2 separate regions of the Gossypium arboreum genome follow, and region 2 is linked to region 1. Evidence: chromatin contacts called from public Hi-C data. All regions are on one chromosome and are shown on one strand. Each heading gives the region's core, a stretch centred on a gene start, on an enhancer-like site or on the middle of the called end of the contact. The rest is flanking DNA. Distances are from core to core; before and after follow the strand shown.

What was found. Hi-C and Micro-C count contacts between places; a contact is called where the count stands out from the background.
Region 2: a Hi-C map of leaf shows a contact between it and region 1, with 2.2 times the contacts expected there. The contact joins the promoter of LOC108467969 here to the promoter of LOC108467567 in region 1. A contact is called at or near these places in 2 of 5 Hi-C or Micro-C datasets (both in leaf).

Annotation. Positions count from the first base shown.
Region 1 is chr8:130,801,106-130,803,750 of ASM2569848v2, reverse strand. LOC108467567 (transcription factor UNE12-like) reads right to left here and starts at 1,293. Exons shown (of 6, transcript XM_017768242.2): 1 at 646-1,293. The coding sequence starts at 999.
Region 2 is chr8:131,008,910-131,011,554 of ASM2569848v2, reverse strand. It overlaps LOC108467969 (phospholipase A1-Igamma2, chloroplastic-like), which reads right to left and starts at 1,327. Exons shown (of 2, transcript XM_017768807.2): 1 at 36-1,327. The coding sequence starts at 1,327. LOC108467970 (a long non-coding RNA gene) reads left to right here. Exons shown (of 4, transcript XR_008287193.1): 4 at 1,090-1,524.

The DNA of each region.
Region 1 (2,645 bases), core at 44-2,543:
CTACAAATCAAGGAATCAACTACTAGTTATTTTACAGAAGATTTTTTAGATTTTTATTTCACTACTATGACCCTAGCTTTCAAGTTCCAAATACATGCCCTTCAATTCTTGAAAAAAAAATTAACTTGTGAAGTACAACTCTTGTTTAATTTTGGATTCAGGTTTACAGCAAATCAGCAGTTGAATAGTCTTCAATGATTGAATAATCTTACTCTGCCAGTTAGTTTATGACTTAAGCAACTCTAAGACATTGATGTACTGTATCCTTTGTCAAATATCAAAACTTGGCATCCCACAATAGTAACTCCCACCAAACCCTGTCATGTTTTCCTTTGTCTTCTCTGCTATCAGACAGAAACAGGCATGGTATAGTAACATGAAAAAAGATCAAACAGACAAATATGCTGTCACCCCAAGTTTGACAATCTAAAACTTAAAATAATCCAAAAAGGACAAATGCACATACTCCATTTACAGAGGAGAAAATTGACAATAATTAAATATAATTATATTTAGTTATCAGCACCATAAAACCTAGCTTCTAAGTCAAGCTCCTGAAAGGAAATTCATATATAAAAAGAGGGAAAAAACTTTTAGAGGGAAAAAGTTTTTTTTTTTTAAGTGATAAAGTATTATTTTTCTTACATTTTTTACAGAAGAAGCTCGGTCATCAACGACCCCGTTCCGAAACCGCTTCCCACTACCGGAAGCTTCCTCGGGTTTCAAAAACCCGCCTTTCCCTTGCTCCAAGCTCAAGCCCAAGGGGAAAACCTGCCCATGAAACGCACCGCCTCCACCGCCGCCGATTCCACCGATATGAGCGGCGCCATCACCGGAGCTGAGCTGCAAAAACATTGGAGCTCCAGCTCCAGCAGCGGTTGCAGCCAATCCAGCGTCGGATCCAGCTAAGCCCGTTTCGGAGGGCGCAAAGTTAGGGAGGCCGAGGATTTGCTCGAGGAAATCATCGGCGGCGGGGGCCTCGTTGGTGTTATTAGCCATGAGAAAGCCGGAAAAAAGATAGCAGCGGAAAGTGAGTCCAAGTAGCGGCGATAGGGACTAACCAAAGAGCATCTACATGCAAAGGAAATGGCGAAACTGAATTGAACCAAAAAAAATATAATAAAAAAGCAAAATAGAAAGTTTGGAGTTTTGGCTTTCCTCTTCTTTTTTTTCTTCAGCTCTGAGAGAGAATCAGAAAAAGACAAATATATACAAAGAAAAAGAGGGAAGGAAAAAGGAGAATGCTTTTATATTATTTTTCTTTTCCTCTCTTTGAATCGTGGTTAAAAACATAACGCTTTTTGTTAAAGGGCTTCGAGTTTCACCTAAATTACGTGGCAACCCTTTTTTCTCTCTCTTGTTTTTTACACAGTAAATCAAGCACTTTATGTGTGTTTGAATACAGGATGCGACGTGTTTATTTTTTGATTTTACTGTTACTGTTATTTTTATATTAATTCCAATTAAACGTATCGTTTATCGAAACTGGTCTTACATAATATCATCATAATTTCTTGTTTGAATTTTGAATTTTTTCCATTCTAAGATGATTTTAAAATAAAAAAGTCTTTAAAATATTTTATATTTTAAATATTGATAATAAATTAATTTAAATAAAATATTAAAAATTAAAACAATTTTATGAACGAAATTCTTGAAAAATAAAAAGAAATTTAATTTTAATTTTTTATATATTAGCACAATTTTATCCAATGTAGAACTATTTGTTAAAAATCATAAATCTAAGTTAATTTATTGTATCACCAAAAGGGGTTCAATTTATTTTTAAACTTTAAATAGTATCCATCATGGGCTTTTAAATTAGATAAAAATGTTGGTTTTAAAATTAATTCAACAAACAAATTAAATCAATTTGTAGCATATTTATTGGAATAGAGTAGTTTTGAAGAGAGAAGGAAAACATATTACTCTTTTTTATCTTACGGTCGAATTCTCTAACGATCAAATTGTCAACTGCCATGAAAAAAAAAAACAATTAATTTTTATCTCTATATAAACTCAAATCTTCTCCTATTTTTTAACTAAAAACAATTAATAAATTAAACTCTTAATTTTTTAAGTCGAGTACAAATATTAAATTTATTCATAAATTACCTTGCATATAAATATTTTTAAATACATCATTTAAAAATAATAATTGAAATAATCAATAAAATAATATCTATTTTTTCTTGTATCCTAAATCAGCTTCTAACATATTAATTATCATATAAATCAATCTCTTTAAAATATTATTCTAGAAACTAAAAAATTAAAGCAAAAATATTATAAACACTAATAAGAATATTAATCATTAAATTTGTATAATTTTTATTATTAAAATTATAAAGATAATTTCAATTTAATTAAATTAATTTTTAAACCATAATTTGTAACACCCCTAACTTATATTCGTCGTTAGAACAGGGTTACGAAGCATTACTGGAATAAACAAATCAAAACAGACATTTCAAATTATTTAACATCCATGTCAGATATTATTCATAAAGTCCCTTATATGAGCGCTTGAGACCCAAAACATTCATTAGAAACAAGTTGAGACTAATCCAGGTACTCAGAGAATTTTTTTTGTGAAATTTCAAAATTTTTCCTAGGTGCAAGGTACACATACTCGTGTCGTCAGG
Region 2 (2,645 bases), core at 78-2,577, 210 kb before region 1:
GATGAAAAAGGAGGTTATGAATATAAGAAACTAACCCGTCAAGTAAGTGCAAGTGAGCTTCCAGGTTATGAGCACAGGTCAGATCCCCAGTCTGCTTCAAAAATGGCGAGTGTGTATGATCTAAGGACAGTTCAACTCCGACGTGGGAGTAACTCCAAGGCAATCCCTCAGCCAGCTTCATCAACACAGGCGACACGTTTTCATTGAAAAACAGTCCTGGAGATTTAGGGACTATATCATGCACATTCACCACCCTCAACACCTTAACTCCCAGCGATTCCATCCGTTCCTTGAACCTCACGTTTCCAACCCTAGGACCCGAAAACGAGAACACGCTAACAGGCACAGCTCTGCAATCATTTAACAAATTTAGACCTGTTTCAACGATATCATAGGCGCTGAGAATCGCCAGGGCACTGCCTAGACTGTGACCAGTTATGGTAATGCTTATCTCTTCATCTTGGTACAGTTCAAGCAACTTCTTCACTTCAGTTAGAATTTGTTCCCTGGCTGAAAACTTGCAGAACCGGCAATTCACATCCTTCTCAGTGTAGAGATCAAGGAAACCCGATTCTACTTTCACCATTGGATCGGGGCATGGAATTTTGTTGGAAGAAATCGGTTTGAGAAAATCCATCAAATCTGCAATCCACTCTAGGCGTGTCACCGTGCCCCTCCAAGCAATGGTGATGTCCCGACGGCCTAAACGCTTTGACATTTTGTCATCAGACACCGCAACATATCCGATCCAATTCGCATTCTTACTCCACACTTTGGGCCAGCGTGATTTCTTGAAAAAATTCGGAAGGTTAATGTTGGATGTGGCGAAGAGGTACCTAGAGATGTGGTAGCCATGGTGTGCCATGCCTAGAGCATCAAAGAACTGCCGACGCGTGAACCTGCAACTCCCACAGTACTTGGAAAAGGGGTCGAAATCGAAAGCGTCGTAAGCGGCTTGTGCCATCTCGCCGTAGCGAATCAGCTCGGAGCGTAAGAGAGGGTCCATTGGATCCAACATCCCAACCCAATCATCTTGGCCCTGGATTTCTCTCCATACATCGGCTAAACATCTTTCTTCTTGTTTAACAGGCTCAATTTCCTTTTCGAAGTCATGGTTGATGGAGGACAATGGCTCACTTGTTTTGGACAAAGCTCGAGGAATCCTAGGTGATCTTGTCGAAAACTCCAAGCTTTTGTTACGTCCAATGCAAGATTTCTGATCCAACAACGACGCAATTGAAGTACATTTTTCATATGGCAAAACTCGATGATCATCATGGAGCCGGCGATTGATAGAAAGAAAAGTTTGGGATAGAGAAATGGCCATTGAAACAAAACAAAAAAAGATAGTGTATACACTGTAGGAAGAGAGGTTTAATATATTACAAAGACCCCAAATCCCCAATGACTGAGTTGGTATTTTATTATATTGTAATATGAACAGATTTTTTTTTTTTTGTTATGCATGTGATTCATGAGGAATCCTAATCCTCAAATTAGTCAATGTTTTCACGTTTCCTAGAAGTTCTTGGCAATGGCATCATCCTATAGTTAATTCTTTACAAATAAAGAAGAGACATATATCTTTTAAATAATGCACGGCTGGAGTTGAGTTGTCGTACTTCTATGGGAGACAATGTGATCTGCATCTGACGATGTAATTTTAAATACTTCCCAAATTAAACGTACGCCTTAAACTAGAAAAATTACTGCAAAATAATTAAGATCTTTTTAAAAAAGATTCTTTATTTTGTAACAGAAAAAAAAATGTTTATTTCTTTTTTGTTGTTGCAACAAGAGTATCCGCTATGAATAACTATAATTAATTTTCTCGTCGTAAATATTTTTTAAAGAAATAAATGGTTGTGTAAGGATTTAACCTCCGACCAAATGATTAAGAGATAAGATATTAAGTATTTTAATTTTTGAATAACCATTACTCTTCTTTTTATATATAAAAAAATACATTGTTATTTTTCAATACTGTTCACAGGAACATTGACTCCTCTGAGAGAAGTCTTATATTTAAAGTGTTATTTTCTGGACAACTAACTCAAACTGTCAACAATAAAAGGTATTAATTCCGTGTCGGGTTTTGCCTCCGGTCTTTATGCAGAGCCGTGTATGGCTCACAAAAAGGACACCTTAGTTGACGAATATCGATACCTACAAGACTAGAAGTACTTAAACGTATTGTAACTCAAATCACCAACTATAATTTTATACTTAATTTATTTAAATAACGAATAGGGTAGAGATTATACACATTATATAGTATTGATTTTTTTATGTCGTTTTTGCGGCATGATTGACCAAATTATATGAGGCAAGTAGCAATGTTATAGCTCAAGAACTTTGGTATCGTATCCAAATGTAGATCTCCGGTAGATATGATCAGTGGCTGATAATATATATATATGCATGTCAGCTATAATTATACATACAGCACTTTATATCTTTTTGTTTTGGGGGTTAAAAACAACACTTTATATCCTTGTTTTCGAGGTAATATATATTCATATGAGCTCTATAAAAAACAAACTATACATATTTTTTATTTAATTTGTAATTAATTTTATTTTTATTATGTAAAAATAAATATTTTATATTTAAAATAGTAAAAATAAGTTAAAAGTTTTAAATAA